2 separate regions of the Delphinus delphis genome follow, and region 1 is linked to region 2. A link is a contact called in public Hi-C data. All regions are on one chromosome and are shown on one strand. The core of a region is the stretch at or near the end of the contact, and the rest is flanking DNA. Distances in the headings are between cores, read along the strand shown.

Region 1 (5,301 bases), core at 1,617-4,116, 490 kb after region 2:
GATTTCTACCACAATTCTTGTTTTTCAAATACATTCCTGGGACTTCCCTGGCAGTCCAGTGGTTGGGACTCTGCAAATCCCTGGTCAGGGAACTAAAGATCCTGCAAGTGCATGGTGCAGCCAAAAAAACCATGAAACAAAAAAAAACAAAAATAAAATACATCCTAAATTCCTGCTGCAAAAGCACAAAAATGTCTTAGATTTCATGTTAATCCATCGGTTTAGAAACAATTTACAGGTAAACTGACATAAAAACCGCCACTATACTGTGAGATTCAGGAAGAGGAGAGAGATTTGTTTTGTTCATTGCTGTGGCCCCTCCCTCTGCCCCAGTGCCTTGGATGGTGGCTGGTACCAGTAGGTTTTCAATTAGTATTTGCTGGATTGAAAGAACCTATGTGTGCAGACCCCTTAGTACAAAGCCAGACCCAAACCTGCAGGATCCCACCAACACCATGAGAAAACATGGAGCAATCTCATGCTGTGCAGATACAAATTGAGCCTCTAGAGAACAGAGGACAGGAAGAGAAGACAGACACTCAGGGGAACTGACTGCAGACTCAGTTTCCACACACTGCTCCAATGTATTCACATTGATGCCGTGTTTAAACTCCACCAATTTAGAGATTAATTTAGGTTAACAAATCTCCTCTTGTAAGAATGCAGGAATCATTTAAACTTCTCAATAACCTTATGGTGTAAACATTTCACCATTCCACTTTGCAGATGAAACTGAGGCTAAAAGGCCGAATTACTTTCTTAGAGTCACAAAGTACTTTCCCAGTGTCACACAGTTTATGTACAGCACGACTCAGAACCTTTAATCCTTTAATGCTACCACCTCGTTGACAGGGGACTAGGACTAACCTTTACCCACACATCAGTGCCCAATACCTTTCTATCCAAACACCTAAAACAAGTTTTCTTAAAGGTGGAGCTTTTGTTTGGGGTGACAGGCAAGCAACAAGTAGTTTCAGAACATGGATCACTTATGAGGTAAGTATCTAAAATGAGGATCATGTATTTGGGGTGCCTGGGGGAATCAAGCCCCAAAGCAAACCACAGATTTCAAAATACTGCACAGGGCCAGCTCTTGCTCTAGAACAGTTTGCCTCTCTCTCTTCCTCTTCCTCCCCTTCCACGTGACCCTCACAGATCTCAGTACCAGAAAATAGACTACCATTGTCAGTGCCATAGTTTGGCAACATTATGTGTCCCAACCACAGTGACTGGCACAGAACAAGCAGGCAAATATTTACTGAATGAACCAAAGGCCAAAGTTGTTTCTGTGGGCAAGGTGGGACCCTAACTGCCTTTTTTAACAAAGTGGAGATGAGAAGTGTACCCTAACACTTGATTACTGGTGTAAAAATGAACTTTTAAAAGGCAGGTGTAAACTGGGGACAGGCTACAGTCAAAGCCTTACCTGGTTCTTCTTCCTCAGCTAGATTGCCTCAAAGAAGAAAACAGCTTAGCACGTTAGCATTCAAATACAGATCTCAGAAGGCGCATGATGTTTTAATATTTTAGAGTATAAAACCAAACACCATTACCTTATTTAGGTTGCCTAGTTTAGGTCATGTTAACATGAACAGCAGCTTAAAAGAGTCCCCTCTCAGCATTCTCGGGGTGAGAGTGGGTGGAGGTTGAGAAGAATAGTAGGCATTTTTCCAAAAAGTTTGCTGTGGGCCAAAAAACAAAATCATACTCCACAGTGTGGGAAAAGTTTCCTTTAAAACATGGCCAGAAATTTATACAAATATATGCTTTATACCAAATAATTAAACAGAGCCTACGATAATAGGAAGACGTAAGGTTAAGCCAAACGCTTCAGAGACAACTCTCGAAAATTTTACCTATTTCCCCTTTGGTAGACTCCCGTGACCTGAAGACTTGCCTACAGGTTCCAATTGGTATTGGATTCTTCATAACGTGTGATTTTCAGGCGTCAAATTACAGTAAAGCTGGTGGGGCAGAGTAACAGCCAAAAGCAACAGGGAAGATGCCCATTTTTCTCCTCCACCCTCCTCTCACTTGCCACTTAAGAAAAACGGCACGCCTCTACATTAGGAAAGGGCCTCATCCTTTGAGATTCAATGCAGCGCTAAGTCTGTGACTTCGGGAACGAACCTGCGGATTCCAAAATACAGGTTAAGACCTCATCCATCATGAACTAGTTTTGCGCTCTTCCACCACCTCCTTTGTCTGAGCTGTCCCTGCAAACTCGCAGTTCAATGCCTTCCTGTAAACAAGCTAACTAAACCAAAAAGGAACGTTCTAAGTCTTTCTCAAAAGAAGAACCCAACAACGCGTCTGAAGCCTCATCCCAGGAGTGAGCAGGCGGGGGTGCACACGACGGGAACCTCGACCCTGGGGCCGCCCGCCGAGCTGCGCGACAATCCGGGCCGGGGTGGGGGCGCCGCGCCCGCCGCCCCCGCGCCCAGGCTGCGGTTCCCGCGGGGCCAGGGACCGGGGACCATCGCCCGCCGCTTCGCCACGGCTTCTCTCTCCGCTGCCAGGCACTCACCTCCGTGGATGGGCAGCGGCGCCAGCACCTGACCGCGGACCTCGGCCTTGGGCGAGTCGAGCCCGTAGCGCCCGCGGTCGATGCGGAATGTGAGCGGGGCGCCGCGGCCGGGCTCCTGCACCGTCACGTTGATGAGCGCCGTGTAGTACTCCTGGCTCGCGTTGTCTGCCCTCGCCGGCCACAGGCTGCAGGTCAGCAGCGCGAGCGCGGCGAGCCGGGCCGGGCCCGCCCGCGCCGCACCGCTCATCGTCCCTCCGGCTGCCGCCGCCGCCGCCGCTGCTCTCGGACCGGGCTCCCGGGCCGGCGCCGAGAGGCGGCGCGGGCGCGGCCGCCGCGGCTGCGGGAGCGCACGCGCGCGGCCGGTGCAGGGCCGGGCACGAGCACGGCCCTCCTCGGTGCCGCGGCCCTGCTGCTCGCCGCCCTCACGTCCGCGGCTCGCCCGCGGGGACGCGCCCATGGGCCCCTTCGGCGAGGACGACGGGTCAGCCCGCGCGCGATAGTCTCCTCCGGGTCCCTCCAGGGCCATGGGGGCGGGCCCTCTCCATTCCCCGGGGCCGGTCCCGCCGAGTGGGGGCGCCTCGCAAGGACACGACAGAGGTGGGAGATGCGCCCGAAGAAGGGCCTCTAGAGCACAAAGTCCCGGTCGCCGAGCTGCTGCCTCAGGCGCGCGCTCGCCACCGCCCCGCCCACTGTCAGCCGGGTGGCACGGCGCAGGCTTGGGGCTCAGCCCCGCCTCCACGCGCATGCGTACGAGGGCCTGTCCGCTCCCGCCCGCCTGCACGAGGGCCCTAGGAGGCCCCGGCGCTTTCTTAACCCGCGCCCGGACGTGTTTATACGTCAGGCGTGATGCGCCTAGGATCTAGAGCCCGGGTGCTTTCCAAGGGCCTCTGGAAGAGTTTGAGATGAGGTTACAAAAGAAAAAGAGCTAAAACTTTAAAATTAATTTAAAGATTAAATGTCAATGGGATTACACATTTCAACTGGTCAACTCCAAGTCATATAATTGGCATCACAGGAGGGAGAATGCGTCTGTGCAAATAAGAGTACAAGGCCTCACTAGGCCCGGATCTTTAAGGACATCTGAGTCATTAGGAAGGACCCCTACAGACTAGATGAAACCTCCAGAGTCCCTTGGACAAGGTGGAGACTGTGGTGAGACTTTCCCCCCACCCCAGACCCCCCAGCACACACACTACCCTATACACACACACACACACACACACACACACACACACATACACACACACCATATCAGTTAAGCTGTGCACCCTTCTAAAGCATAAGTGAAAGGGAAGGGTGAGTCTAGATTTGGGTGTAGCTGAATTCAGGAGCTTATATGATTTTGGGCAGCATACTCATCATTGCCATGAAGCAGGGAGGAAGGATGGCATCTTCTGACTAGCCAGGCCTGGATCTCCTGCCTCCTATAGTGGAAAGGGGGTGGAAGTCATCCTTGCTCAACCAACTGTACTGCGAATCCCAGAGAGAGGCAGCATTCCGAAGGAAAGCTGAGGCGCAGTTTCCAGGGAAAGGGTATGGATGTAGTGCAGGCCAACACATCAGATGTCCACTGGTGCCTTCTTATCGACATTCTTAACAATTTCTCCCTCCAATTCCTTCCCTTCCATCCCCACTACCTTTGTTTGTCTAGTCCATGTCCTGTCCTGAGACTGCGTTTTATTTACTTGCATACAGGAAGTAACCAGGCCACCATCCTAGGCCCTGTACTGAAAGAGGGATCTGCTCTGGCCCTCTCACAGCTGGACCCCTCTCACAGGGCAAGGAGTCCTTGGAACCAAGGTACCTCTGCTCAGGCACCTGAGACCTAGGAATTCCCTTTCCAAACAGTCCTGGGCCTCTTCGGGCCTACATGGTAGGGCTCTTTGTGGTGGGGTCTTCTTACTCTGCTCCTATTACTTAACATGTTGTGGCCTGCCCCTGCTTGAAAAGCTCATGCCCCCTACTACCTTGTCCTTACAAGGGTGTTTCACAGTGTGGGGTGCTCCTGCCCCCTGGCATAAGAAACAATTACAGAGACGCACAGACACCACCCTGTTAAGTCAGTTGGGGAGAAAGCAGGTCCTTTCAAGCTCTCTTTTGGCCCTTCTGAATTTGTCAAGGAGAAAGTTGGATCTAAAGTGCTTTTAACATGATCCCCCTTCAAACAAAGTGGGATGAGGTCTTCGTACACAGCTTCAGCAGGCACCAGCATCTAGAGCAATGTTAACAACAACCTGCGTTTGGAGTGTAATAGTCTTTAATTTTATGGAGGCCTTTCCATTAGGTCAAGAGATTTTTCATTTATAAGTAGTGATACAAAGCTACCTTTAAAAAAAATTGTGGTAAAATACACCTAACATAAAATTTATCGTCATAACCATTTTAAGTGCACAGTTCAGTGATATCAAATACACTGACATTATTATTATTATTTGTTTTTTTGCGGTACGCGGGCCTCTCACTGTTGTGGCCGCCTCTCCCATTGCAGAGCACAGGCTCCAGACGCGCAGGCTCAGCGGCCATGGCTCACGGGCCCAGCCGCTCCGCGGCATGTGGGATCTTCCCAGACCGGGGCACGAACCTGTGTCCCCTGCATCGGCAGGCGGACTCTCAACCACTGCGCCACCAGGGAAGCCCTCAAATACACTGACATTATTATGCAACTGTCATCACCATGCGCCTCCAGTCTCTTCTCATCTTGTAAAACTGATAGCTCTGTACCCATTAAACAATAACTTTTCCCTCCCCCCAGCCCCTGGGACCACCATTCTATT
Region 2 (5,154 bases), core at 1,988-4,487:
GTAAAGTAATGAAGGATCCAGACAGTTCTTCCAGACTACCTAATACCCCGTCTACCCTATTCCAGTAAAGACTAGTAGCATCCCCTCAAACATTGTGAAAATTCAAACAGCAAGCCCACAAATTCCTCAGTCACTCCCCACCCCACTCTCCCCACAGAAAATAACTGGCCTCTAGGGACCAGACAGATCATAAAAACTAGTTAAAGGAGCTAGACCAAGATGCCAGAAGGACCTGGCTTCTAAAAGGGCAGGCATTTACAAACAATAAATGCTGGAGAGAGTGTGGAGAAAAGGGAACCCCCTTCTACACTGTTGGTGGGAATGTAAATTGGTACAGCCACTACAGAGAACAGTATGGAGGTTCCTTAAAAAAACTAAAAATAGAGCTATTGGGTTGGCCAAAATGTTCTTTCAGTTTTTTCTGTAAGATGGCTCTAGTAGCACTTAGTTGTCTTTAACTTCATTCGAAACAATCGAACATGTCAAAAGTGGTTTGCGAAGTTTCATGATGGAGATTTCTCACTGGACGATGCTCCACGGTCAGGTAGACCAGTTGAAGTTGATAGCGATCAAATCGAGACATTAACTGAGATCAACATTATACCACGCGGGAGACAGCCTATCTACTCAAAATATCCAAATCAAGCATTGAAAATCATTTGCACCAGCTTGGTTATGTTAATCGCTTTGATGTTTGGGTTCCACAGAAGTTAAGCGAAAAAAACCTTCTTGACCATATTTCCGCATGCGATTCTCTACTTAAACATAATGGAAAAGTTCTGTTTTTTAAAACAAATTGTGAAGGGCGATGAAAAGTGGATACTGTACAATAATGTGGATTGGAAGAGATCGTGGGGCAAGTGAAATAAACGACCACCAACCACACCAAAGGCCGGTCTTCATCCAAAGAAGGTGATGTTTTGTATATGGTGGGATTGGGAGTCCTCTATTATAAGCTCCTTCTGGAAAACCAAACGATTAATTCCAACAAGTACTGCTCCCAATTAGACCAACTGAAAGCAGCACTCGACGAAAAGCATCCAGGATTAGTCAACAGAAAACTCATAATCTTCCATCAGGATAATGGAAGACCACATGTTTCTTTGATGACCAGGCAAAAACTGTCACATCTTGGCTGGGAAGTTCTGATCCATCCGCTGTATTCACCAGACATTGCACCTTCGGATTTACATTTATTTCGGTCTTTACAAAATTCTCTTAATGGAAAAAATTTCAATTCCCTGGAAGACTGTAAATGGTACCTGGAACAGTTCTTTGCTCAAAAAGATAAAAGTTTTGGGAAGATGGAATTATGAAGTTGCCTGAAAAATGGCAGAGGGTAGTGGAACAAACGGGTGAATATATTGTTCAATAAAGTTCTTGGTGAAAATTAAAAAAGTGTCTTTTATTTTTACTTAAAAACCGAAGGCACTTTTTGGCCAACCCAATACCATATTATCCAGCAATCCCACTCCTGGGCATATACCTGGAGAAAACCATACTTCAAAAAGATACATGTACCCCAATGTTCATTGCAGCACTATTTACAACAGCCAAGACATAGAAGCAACCTAAATGTCCATCGACAGATGAATGGATAAAGAAGATGTGGTACATATATACAATGGAATATTACTCAGCCATAAAAATAAAATAATGCCATTTGCAGCAACATGGATGGACATAGAGATTATCATACTAATTGAAGTAAAACAAAGACAAATATCATATGATATCACTTACATGTGAAATCTAAAAAAGTGATACAAATGAACTTATTTACAAAATAGAAACAGACTCACAGAGTCAGAAAACAAACTTATGGGGACTTCCCTGGTGGCGCAATGGTTAAGACTCTGCCTGCCAATGCAGGGGACATGGATTCGACCCCTGGGCCAGGAAGATCCCATATGCCACGGATCAACTAAGCCCATGAGCCACAACTACTGAGCCGGCGTGCTGTGACTACTGAAGCCCCGCGTGCCGAGAGGTGCTCCGCAACAAGAGAAGCCACCGCAATGCGAAGCCCACACACCACAATGAAGAGTATCCTCCACTCGCTGCAACTACAGAAAGCCCACATGCAGCAACAAAGACACAACGCAGCCAAAATAAATTTAAAAAAACAAACAAAAAAAAAAGTATGGTTACCAAAGGGTAAGGGGGGGAATAAATTAGGAGGTTGGGATTAACATATATACACAATGCTATATATAGATAATCAATAAGGACCTACTGTATAGCACCAGAAGTCTACTCAATACTCTGTAATAACCTAAATTGTAAAAGAATCTGAAAAAGAATACATATATGTATAACTAAATCACTTTGTTGTACACTTGAAACTAACACAACATTGTAAATCAACTACACTCTGATAAAAAAATTTTTTTAATTAAAAAAATTTTTTTAAAAATGGCAGCCAACATCCAATCCACCAGTTTGTTGCCATCAGAGAATATACGGAGTTGCAAAAGACTTCTTATGTCTCAAGAGAAGGCCAATATCCAAATTTTAATGTAAAAATTTTTTGATTTCTAAATATCTGCAACTTAAATTTTTTTTTATTTTTTTTAATTTTTGTTTGTGTTGGGTCCTCACTGCTGCCCACAGGCTTTCTCTAGTTGCTGCGAGCGTCTGGCCCAAGCCACATAGTTGAGTAACGGATAGTCATCACAATTATTCTCGTCTGCCATGTGCTCCTTACTTAATTGGTTTTATTATTTTTATTATTACCACCATTTAACTAATTAATAGCAGAGTCCGGATCTTCTGATTCCCAGTCCACCATAGTGTGCTCTTTCCTGCCAAGTTGTAGATTTTAGTTATTAAAAAAAAAAGTCCTGCTTTCCTGCCTCACCTGTCCCCCAGTTTCGTTACCCGCTCTTTTAGGGCTTGTTCTGAAAACTGCTGCAGAAAAATCACTAAGGAGAAGTAAAGTATGAAATGAAAATGAAAAAGAGGAAATAGTGTCACACAAAAAAAACTACGGCCACGTGGGCTGTGCCCAAGCCAGGTTGGATGCACCACAACAAAAGGAGAAAGCCCAAGAATAACTTCCACGAAAACAAGTCCTCCCAGGTGATGAGAACGTAGGTGCTCCTTATGATTTGCACTTTCCCGAACTTTTTTAAAATGACAGAAAAGAAAGGAGGGCGATAAAGAGGAAAGCCCGTCGCGAACACGAAAAACTAGCAGCAAGGGCGAAGCGCCCGCCCGCGCCGAGTCCGCTGCCTGCCGGGGCCACGTGACAAAACCAAGATGGCCGACGGGGAAGACCGGTCCCGGGCGGGGCAGGAGCCGGAGCCGGAGCCGGAGCCGGGAGAAGAGTTTGAGATCGTGGACCGGAGCCAGCTGCCGGGCCCAGGCGAACTGCGGAGGGTGGCGAAGCCGCGTGCGGCGGCGGAAGGCTGGTCGGCGCTCATCCTGACCCTGGCGCGGAGGGCCACTGGCAACCTGTCGGCGAGCTGCGGCAGCGCGCTGCGCGCGGCCGCTGGGCTGGGCGGCGCGGACGGCGGCGCGGGCGGCGCGGACGGCGCGCCGCGCGCAGGTAGGCTTCGGCTGGGCGCGACCTACGAGCTTTCTGTGGGACGGGTGGTCGTTTTACTGTGGGAGCCAGGCTGGCAAGGGCGCTTAACCGACTCAGCCTGTTAGGTTGTTAAAAAAACATCCTGTTAACTCGCCTAACTACTCGTCTGTTTTCTTTATACCGTGTATCCATGCCGAGATAAATACGTGGACGTGGGTGGACTGAGATCGGGGCGACTTCACTTCTAGTTGTGTTCCCCAGGCAGCATTCTTATTCTCACTGGTGAACTTTATACTTTAAAATGTACGAGTTTAAGCTTAGGTAGTCCTTATTAATTTTTAAAGGACTTACTTAAGAAATGAAACCGTACTGTTCTCTGCTTTAAATCTCAAAATGCCATCCTGGCTCACACCTCCAGTTGTTGACGGCGCATCCCGACTCACCGGGGAGTCCAAGCACCAAGGCGGAATTAAGGGGGTGAGGGTTCCAGGTGAGCTCTACAACCAACTAGCTGTGTCATGCAGAAAAGTCATCACATTTCCCAGCCTGTTAAATAGGAATTTTGTGGTTCACCCAATGATCTCTTATAGTCCTTTTAAGCCTTTGTCATCTATAACAGAGTTTTAGCAAATGAGTGAGAACGGAAACATTAAATGATTATGATATTTAGAGTGTGACTTAGCCCTGTAAAGCCAGATATTTAGAGCTGTGCCAACCAATACAGTAGCCACTACCCACATGTGATGTTTAAATGTTAAAAATTCAGTTCCTCAGTCACAACAGCCACATTTGAAGTGCTCAGTAGTCTACACGTGGCTAGTGGCTACTGTATTGGATTGTGCAGTGAGAACATTTTCATCACACAAAGTGCTGTGGGGCAGAGTTCACTAAAGACTGTGGAGTGCTCTCTAAGAAGCATTATATTATAGTGTGCCTTTGAGGTTCCTTTTTTTTTTAACAAGTACTCTTTTTTAATATTTATTTTACTTTATTTTTTTGGCTGCGTCAGGTCTTAGTTGCAGCACTTGAGATCTTCACTGAGGCGCACATGATTCTCTCTAGTTGTGGCGCGCAGGCTCCAGGGTGCCTGGGCTTTGTGGTTTGCAGCATGGGGGCTCTCTCATTGAGGCGTGCGGGCTTAGTTGCCCCGTAGCATGTGGGATCTTAGTTCCCAGCCAGGGATCCAACCAGCGTCCCCTGCATTGGAAGGCAGATTCTTTACCACTGGACCACCAGGGAAGTCCCTGCCTTTGAGGTTTCTTGATTCCATCCTGTCCAATGTATATTTGATGTAGAAGTCAGCACTGGCACAAGGATAGTGGATTGTGACAGTTTCATTGGTTAAGGAAGATTACTGAGGAAAGTTTAAAATCTGACGAGATAGAAAACAATATTTCTTTGGCGATAGAAAGTAGACTAGAAGGTAACGAAGGAGCCTGTTTAACTCAGGAATCTAGTTGCCACTAGCTCGTTACCTTTACACGCATCAATGGGTGTTTGACTGTATGCCCACCATTGGTGGTCAGTCCTGAGAGTCAAGGCATGGGCTCTTCTGGAGCCTTCTTAGTAAGCAAATAATACATGTTAGCTGTTCGGTGATAAATAAAATGTGCCAGTGCCTAGAA

What was found. Hi-C and Micro-C count contacts between places; a contact is called where the count stands out from the background.
Region 1: a Hi-C map of lung shows a contact between it and region 2, with 6 times the contacts expected there. The contact joins the promoter of RNF130 here to the promoter of RUFY1 in region 2. A contact is called at or near these places in 2 of 3 Hi-C or Micro-C datasets (lung and muscle).

The regions. Positions count from the first base shown.
Region 1 is chr3:18,994,561-18,999,861 of mDelDel1.2, forward strand. It overlaps RNF130 (ring finger protein 130), which reads right to left and starts at 2,867. Exons shown (of 8, transcript XM_060008249.1): 1 at 2,528-2,867. The coding sequence starts at 2,774.
Region 2 is chr3:18,500,047-18,505,200 of mDelDel1.2, forward strand. RUFY1 (RUN and FYVE domain containing 1) reads left to right here and starts at 3,238. Exons shown (of 18, transcript XM_060008225.1): 1 at 3,238-3,550. The coding sequence starts at 3,262.